2 separate regions of the Hordeum vulgare genome follow, and region 2 is linked to region 1. Evidence: chromatin contacts called from public Hi-C data. All regions are on one chromosome and are shown on one strand. Each heading gives the region's core, a stretch centred on a gene start, on an enhancer-like site or on the middle of the called end of the contact. The rest is flanking DNA. Distances are from core to core; before and after follow the strand shown. Region 1 holds the start of LOC123410774 (tryptophan decarboxylase 1-like). Region 2 holds the start of LOC123407799 (centromere/kinetochore protein zw10 homolog).

Evidence for each region. Hi-C and Micro-C count contacts between places; a contact is called where the count stands out from the background.
Region 2: a contact with region 1 is called in a Hi-C map of leaf, with 5 times the contacts expected there. The contact joins the promoter of LOC123407799 here to the promoter of LOC123410774 in region 1. A contact is called at or near these places in 2 of 6 Hi-C or Micro-C datasets (leaf and seedling).

What each region holds. Positions count from the first base shown.
Region 1 is chr7H:539,750,882-539,755,279 of MorexV3_pseudomolecules_assembly, reverse strand. It overlaps LOC123410774 (tryptophan decarboxylase 1-like), which reads left to right and starts at 2,369. Exons shown (of 1, transcript XM_045103714.1): 1 at 2,369-4,219. The coding sequence starts at 2,495. The coding sequence ends at 4,027.
Region 2 is chr7H:540,202,561-540,207,088 of MorexV3_pseudomolecules_assembly, reverse strand. It overlaps LOC123407799 (centromere/kinetochore protein zw10 homolog), which reads right to left and starts at 1,388. Exons shown (of 14, transcript XM_045101023.1): 1 at 723-1,388; 2 at 488-631. The coding sequence starts at 1,259.

The DNA of each region.
Region 1 (4,398 bases), core at 1,120-3,619:
CTTACTGCATAAATAGAATTTAAAAGTTGTTAAATAAGTAAAATAACATCATATTTAGATTGTACGCATCACTATAGATTCAAATTACATTATAAATAGAAATTTAAAAGATTAAATAGATAAGATACATTATATTTCGATTCAACACATTTTTTGAATGAAAGTTCATATGTAATAATTTAAATTAGAGTTACAGTTTAAAAGATATAATTTTTTAAAGTATTTGTTAATTATAATTGGACCGCGGATTAATTAACAAAATGGATCGGCCTCGTTATGAAAAAATAGATTGTACGCTATTGATTAAAATTATAGCATAAATATAATTTTAAAATTGTTAAATAGATAAAATAACATTATATTTAGATTGTGTGCATCATTATTGATTAAAATTACATTATAAACAGAATTTGAAAAAATTAAACAGATAAACTAACATTATATTCAGATTCTACATATTTTTCTAATAAAATTTCATATATAATAATGTAAAATTCGAGTTACCGTTTAAAAGATATGATTTTTTAAAGTATTTTGCACTTATAATTAAACTACAGATGAATTAATTAAAAACTGTATGGGTGTTTTCGAGAACATACGGGAAACGGTTGTTTTTTTTACTCAAGTATGTACTGCGGGTTTATTTTATGAAAACTGAAGGAGGTTTTTCGAAAAATTCCAAAACACGATTCGTTCTGTAACTTAATTATGTACCGCGGGTTGATTTCGGGAAACCATAGGGGGTTTCCTGTAAAAAAAATGATTCGTTTCTCACTGAAATCCGGACTGCGGGTTGATTTCGGGAAACTCCACGTGGTTTTTTGCAAAACGACCACGACGGACGACAGAAGCTCTCCGTGCTTTATTATTAGGGAGAGATGAGGAGCCACCACGTTCACGCACGCACGCATCCCTCCCTCCCTCCCAACCCTAGCCGCCTCCCCCTCCCTTCCTCGTCGCCGCCTGAGGCAGCCGCCGGGCAAGCCCGGGGCGCCAAGGATGGTGGCGGCGGGGCCTAGGCTGCCCTGCCTTTGCGTGGGGAGCCCCGGATCTGGAGCGGCGGCTCCATTGGCGAGGCACAACAAGCTAGCAGTCGTGCGTGCGGTGGATCTTGCGTCTCGACCGCGCGGGCAGCGGGATCCGGTGGTCGTTGGCGTCCGGCAGCGGCTTTTGCGGTGGCCGGTGCGCGCGATCTGGCGCCTCCCCTCCTCCCCTGTTCGGCATGCGGGCCAGCCTGGTCGGGCCGCGCTTCCTTGGGTCGCCAGTTTTGTACAGGAGGCGCTGCTGGTGACGGGGATCTAGTTGGGGGCGAAATCCTTGGTCGGCCATGGTCGTCCACGTCGATGGCGACGCCTGAGGGCGTCGTTCCCCTCCTTGGAGGCGTCGGTATGGACTTATCCCCTCACTTCCTCTTCCTCTTGGTCTCCCGGACGAAAGCCTTAACTTTGTTGGACGACGGCGGCGCTCACGACGCCGTTCCCTTCTTGAAGGCGCCGCTTTGGGAACCTTGGGGTTGGGTGGCGCTTGTGGGTGGTGGGCGACGGCGGTGGTGCGGCCTTATCCTAGCATGGTTCTCCCTCCGTTGCTTGGAGATGGACTCGCGTAGGTGTAGGTCGTCGTTTGGCGTCATGGTGACGTCGATGGCGGAGGCACCTGCCAAGGTTGGTACCTCAATCTGATGTGAAGATGGACCAGTGAAAGATGACGGCGGCGACACATGTGAGTGCGTCGGACCGGTTTGTGCCCCGAACCCGGTATGTGGCTCGGTCAGGACCTCCGGCTTTAGATGTTAGGCTTAGGTGGGAGATCTGGGTATTTGGTCCACCTTGCACCCCTTCATCATATGGATAGGAGTAGCGGTAAATGTTGTCAAGATGGCGGATTCAGGCATATTGTTGTAGTGTTTTGTAAGGTACTCAAGAATAATCAATAAAATGGTCGCATGCATCTCCCACATGCAGAGGCCGGGGTCATCTTCTTTTTTTTTAAAGTAACTAAATGTTTGTCTGCTGTTGGAGATGCTCGAAGAGTTTAAGCAGCTGCCCCCCGTAAACACACACACACACACGCAGCTTAAGCAGCCGCGTAGTGGCCAATTAACAAACGCAACATAACTGGTCGCCTGCGTGCGAGTGCATCTGTACCGATTGAACAAACGAATTGACCGTGCGACTCGTTTAACGAGCTGCGCGCGCTCGAGATCGCATCTCTACCTACCCATGCACTTTCGTGGCAGCGTACGTACGTAAGCGCGCGCGACCAGGAGACTCACCCAACGCCCACACCGCCACGCCGCTTCCCGTGTCCACCTGATCACCTATATATACCCCTCAGCAAGGACGAACTCCATTCATCACCAAACCAGAGCAGCAAAGCTAGCCAGCTAACTTACCAAGTACTCGCACTAGCTCTTCTCTACTTGTTGCTCTCCGGCAGCAAAGCAAGCTACCTCCACTTCATTAGCCAAGCCTCTACCTCCTTTGCTCCTACAAAGATGGGCAGCTTGGACACCAACCCAATGTCCCTCTCCGCCTTGCCCAACGACAAGGCCGCCTTCGAGCCGCTCAACCCCGAAGATGTCCGCGCATACCTTCACAAGGCCGTCGACTTCATCTCCGACTACTACACCAACATCGAGTCCATGCCCGTTCTCCCTAATGTGAAGCCGGGATACCTGCAAGACGAGCTAAGCGCGTCCCCGCCAACCTACTCCGCGCCATTCGATGTCACCATGAAGGAGCTTAGGACCTCCGTCGTCCCTGGCATGACGCACTGGGCTAGCCCCAACTTCTTTGCCTTCTTCCCCTCCACCAACAGCGCCGCTGCCATCGCCGGCGACCTCATCGCCTCTGCGATGAACACCGTCGGATTCACGTGGCAGGCCTCGCCTGCAGCCACCGAGATGGAGGTTCTCGCTCTCGACTGGCTTGCACAGCTTCTACGTCTACCCACCACCTTCATGAACCGCACCAGCACTGGTCGTGGCACCGGTGGTGGCGTCATCCTCGGCACGACGAGCGAGGCGATGCTCGTCACACTAGTCGCCGCCCGTGACGCAGCGTTGCGTCGGTGCGGCTCCGTCGGTGTGTCCGACATACCACGCTTGGTTGTGTATGCTGCCGACCAGACCCACTCCACGTTCTTCAAGGCATGCCGCCTCGCAGGTTTCGACCCCGCCAACATCCGCTCCATCCCCACAGGCCCAGAAACTAACTACGGGCTCGACCCAACCAAGCTTCTCGAGGTAATGCAAGATGATGCCAACGCCGGTCTCGTGCCTACATATGTTTGTGCCACAGTGGGCACCACGTCTTCCAACGCCGTCGACCCAGTGGGCGCCGTCGCTGATGTTGCTGCAATGTTCAATGCATGGGTCCACGTCGATGCTGCCTATGCTGGCAGTGCGTGTATCTGCCCGGAGTTTCGTCATCATCTCGATGGCGTTGAGCGTGTGGACTCCATTAGCATGAGCCCACACAAATGGCTTCTCACATGCCTCGATTGCACCTGTCTCTATGTCCGTGATGCTCATCGACTAAGCGACTCATTGGAGACCAACCCGGAATACCTCAAGAATGATGCTACCGAGTCCGGTGAGGTCACCGATCTTAAGGACATGCAAGTCGGTGTCGGTCGGCGCTTCCGTGGGCTAAAGCTTTGGATGGTCATGCGCACCTATGGTACCGCAAAGCTCCAAGAACACATCCGTAGTGATGTTGCCATGGCCAAGATGTTTGAAGATTCCGTCCGTGCTGACGACAGGTTTGAGGTGGTCGTACCAAGGAACTTTGCTCTTGTGTGTTTTAGGATCAAGGTAAGTGGAGCCATGACGGAGGAGGATACCAATGAGGCCAATCGTGTGCTAATGGATAATCTGAACAAGACCGGTAAGGCTTATCTTGCGCACACGGTGATTGGTGACAAATTTGTGCTCCGATTTGCCGTTGGGTCATCACTGCAGGAGGAGAGACATGTAAGAAATGCATGGGACCTCATCAAGAAGACTGCGAGCAGTATCATAGATTAAGTGGAGGGACCTACAGACACAAAAAGTTCGAGGAGCTACACAAATCCCTATATTTAGGGTCTGAATATTCTTTTAAATTTATCATTTTCCTTCGTTTGATTTGATTCTGATTACTCGGAGATGTGGTTCTTATTCTGTTTTGTGATCTAGACCGACCGTAGATATATATAAAGCAGGCCGGTACCAAAGAAATTGATTTAGACTGTAAAAGTGCTTATATATTGATAAACACGAGTTACTGGATTTGGCACTGTACTCTACTAGCGAGTGACGAATGCATGCCCACGCATCTCGATCAATCAACAAATATACGTTGCAGTCAGTTGGTTTTTAGGTTTCAAGATGCCAGGTGGGTTCCCAACTTCCCATTA
Region 2 (4,528 bases), core at 139-2,638, 450 kb before region 1:
AAACGGATGTATCTAAACGTATGTTAGTGCTAGATCATCCGCTTGAGCGACAAGTAATTCAGGACGGAGGGAGTAGTTCAGTGCAGCGAAGAATTAGCAGCTGATCTTTGGTGGGGTATGAGAAGGCCAAATGATAAACTTGTGATGGCCCATAGGAAGAACGTAACTGATGTGGTAAGCATATTTTAAAAGCTGCAAGGGCCCATAGGAAGAACGAGCTGCTGAATGTGTTATATCAGGATTCCAAAAGTGTCCACCATATCCTTTAGTCCATAAATTCTTGGCCGATGATTATCCTTAGCGATAGTTTTGTACACTATTTAACGATCATAACAAATGTCCATACAAACCAACTGAAAAGTTCAAGGCATAGAATATGTAAGACGATAAATTTCTGTTGATCACAAAATTTTGCCTAATCAATCTCTTGTGTCTTCCAAAATACTTTAGGATCAAAATTGTTGATCTGAAGACAAGTAAACCTTACTTCCAATGCCTGCAGCGCCACACGAAGCTCGACACCGGGCGTTCCACTTGAACTGCCGCTCGGTCCAGCCCTCACCACTACCTTCCCTCCCTCGGGTGCAAACTCCACGCACTCCTCCACATTCTTCGAAAGTCCTACTTGCAGCTGCATCACCATCGGAAACAACCAGCACAGCAGTTAGCACAAACACAAATCCTAGCATGCAAAAGGCACCTCGAACCAGCACACCCCTCACCTCGTCGACGAGCTGCTCCCATTCGCCTCGAAGAAGCCCAAACACGACTGGCTCGTCCCCACCGGATCCAGATCCCTCAGGGTTCACCAGGAGGGGCTTGAGCTCGGCGGCGGCAGCGGCAGCATCAAGGGGGTTGGCTGAGGCGCGAGCGGCGCGAAGCCGCGCAGAGAGGGAAGCCACGGAGGATGCGGCAGCGAGGTGCTCCTGGCGCTCGCGGAGCTCGCGGCGGGCCGCTACAAGGCGATCAGAGAGGGACCTGAGGTCGGACAGGTCCGGGGAGGAGGAGAGCGGGGAGAGCGCCGATTGGAGCGAGGACTGGAGGGACGCTGACGAGGCCGCGGAGCTGGCGGCTCGGAGGAGCGCGGAGGCGAGCGGCTCGCGGTTGGAGGAGGCGAAGGAGAGGGCGGAGGCGTGCAGGCGGTCGGAGCGGTGGCGTAGGTGGTCGATGAGGAGGCGGAGGTCGGGCGCGGAGAGTGGGGTGGAGGGATCGGCGTCGGCGGTGGTCGAGAGGAGGAGCTCGCGCACGTCATCGGCCATCGCCGGCTCGCCGCCGGCAGGGATCCCGGAACTCGTGGGAGGAGTTGAACTGTTGATGACTTTTGGGCCCGTTCGGATCTGCTGCGGCTTCAGCGCTTGGTGCCGCGCGCTAGCTTCTGTCGAAAGGCCCACACGCCAGGCCCACAGCTCCTCCTTCGCTAAATGGGCCGGTAGCCCATCGGTGAGGAGGGACTTTTTCAGTGTTTTAACCTTTTTTCTAAACATGAGCACAAAATGAACCGATTTGAAATCATTTTACGATCTGACCCTTTTAGAAACGTCACAAGCCGTGGCGTTGCTGCCCCACTATGCAACGCCTGTCTACCGTGGCGTTGCTGCCCTACAGTGATACGCCTGTCTACCGTGACGTTTTTTCTTTTTTGCAACGCCAGTCTACAGTGACGTTGCACACACACTGTGAAACGCCAACAGTGCTGGCGTTGCTGCCCTACAGTGACACGTCTGTCTACCGTGGCGTTTTTTCTTTCTTGCAATGCCAGTCTAATGTGGTGTTGCAGGCCGATTGTGAAACGCCAACAGTGCTGGCGTTGCAGACCCACTATGGAACGCAGCGACGACATCCAGCCAGCCCACGGCATGCTGCCAGCAACATGTGTACTGCTGAAACGCCATGGACCATGGCGTTTCACTCGTGGCATGCAACGCCACATTAGACTGGCGTTTGAGTGGGCCTGCAACGCCACTTTAGATTGGCGTTTCTATGTGCGTCTGCAACGCCACATTAGACTGGTGTTTCTATGTGCTTCTGCAACGCCACGGGCTCTGGCGTTTCAAAAAAGGTCAGATCGTGAAATGGTTTCAATCAGAGTTCATTCCGTGAAATACTTTCATCCCATGGGTCAAAATCGTGAAAAAATCCGGTGAGGAGGGCTGGCCTGTATCGAAGGCTGAAACTGGGCTACCTCATTTAGGACAGTAAAACTGAGCCTAAACCGAGCAATCTTACGCCCTCATGATTTCTGACCGTTAGATCTCACATTAGGGTCATTTCTGGCCGTTAGATGCTCTGTCCTAAGGGGCTGCTACTCCCGAAGAAAAATCCATGATTTGTGGTTCATCAGGCCTTTGTCGGCCTATTAACCTCTACCCCAATCGCGGGAGGCGAGAGCCCGTCGTTCGTCTTGATCGACAGAATCAGATCGACTCCTTCTTCCGACCTCTCGTCTCTCTCACGACCAGGCGACGACATACCTATGGTTGGAGCCGGCGTGGAAGATGGCTCGGCTAGGAAGCCGATGCCCACCAACGACTTCCATCGGGCGTTATCCCGGTCCTCCTCCCGTCCTTCCTTCCGTCATATCTCTCTCTCTCCAGAAGGTTCATCTCTTCGCGGTGTTCAGCTGCCATCCGAGATCTGGAGGAGGAGGCCCGGCAAAATCGAGTGTGTATGCAGTGGCTCGAAGGTTGTGGGATGCAGCCGCTTGAACTCGCCACTATCAGCAGGACTGAGGCGCAGGCTCCACCTCGCGTGGTCATGTCCGGCACATCCACTGGAGGTTCGTGTTTCCCCATTTTTTTATCCTACTGCTATTCTAGGATTTTTAAAGTTCATTGTTCATGTGTGTTGTATTATAAAATATCGAGTAAAGAAGACGATTATTTCTATGCCAAAGATCTTTTGTTGGTGAATCTGTAGGGAAGAAAGTAAGAAAAAAAATATGTGAATGCAAAGTTTGGATTTGTAGCGAGCAAATGGGTCATGTCAATGCATTGCTTACTATATATAGCAACGATATACATCAGGTCGCTTTTAGAATTAGATTGAATTACTTCAGAGTTATAGAATAACCAAACATTAATACATGCAAGAAAGTCCTCCGTTTGTTTTGATCCTACAGGAGCCCCTGCGGCCCTACTGTTCTTGATCCCAAATCCCATGACCAAGCCCCCACCTCCTGGTTGTCCAATGAAGGAGTCCACTTCTAAAAAGTGAGTTCTCTTAATCAGTATACATGGCCTCTCCTCACATGTCCTTTCTTCATATTTAAGAGGCTCTCAAGCTTTGTTAGTTTTCTGATAGATATGGAGTTTTAATTTGATAGCCCCAACAATAGTGGGTACCCATGGAGTTATCTATCTGTATTGTCAATCTGACACAGTTTTTTTGCCTTCTATCATGTTAAGCTTTATTAATGGATGATATGTGCCATGTTTTTCTTCTTATTCTGTTTCTTCATTTTCATGTGAAATTATTTGATATATCTTGGGTATGGACGATTTATTTGCAAAATGTCCCAGAATTTGTGAATCCTGGTGTGCAAGAATCAACACAAATGCTCAAACATGATTTTTGCTAAAGGTACTTTTTTTTCCGTTCCCAAGATTGTCCTCATGTTTGCTTCTAAAAATTTACTTAGCAAGGCTTATGTGACTCATGGAATTTACTTAGCAAAGATAATATTACCAGTTTATAACTTTTTTAAAGAAGCATACAAGAAGTGCACTCACTCTACATTAAAATAATGAGACGTGTAATAATTTCGACATTGGTTTAATATAGGAAATATAAGATGCACATAGAGAAAATCCCATACTCGGCATTCTTTTCTTTTACTTATTTTTCAGCGATATAGATTTAATTGTATCAACATGTGTTTATGCATTACAGTCTGACGTCTAACCAGGACTAGCTTTTTTGGTTTTATTTCTTCCTCGTTCATGCATCTCCTCTTCCCCAATTCTTCTTCCATCTATGGAATTTGTTTTGTTCACTGGTGAGGTTCCTTGTGCCAAAATGCAGGACAAATTCGAGCAATAAGTTGCTCTGGGTCAAGCAGCACATCAACTAAGTCATCGTGCACTTTTGCTTTAGCAATATATAAACTTTAAATCTATTTACCTAATGTATAATTGGCTAATTGCACTGTTCATGATTGTGAGGCTATAGCCAACTCAATCTTTGACACTCTTGCGGATGGAAGCAATGTAATCAATCAAAACTATAACTAAATACGTTCACCTGTCCTTGTTCAATTTACACTAATCTATCACTATATTTATTTGATAGGTAAACACAAGCAGTAACAACAACGACTCGGACAACACTGATGAAAATGAATAGTGGAGTGCAGATTTCTCCTATACTTGATGCAACAGTACTACCATTTCTTACTTAGTTATACCCTTGACTAAAATTATTCACTTCATTATCACCGTGATTTTCTTTTAATAATTAAAGGAACACATAGCACCATCTTCTGCCAAGTAACAAGAATCACCATCTTCTGACATTGGAACTCCAAGCAAAA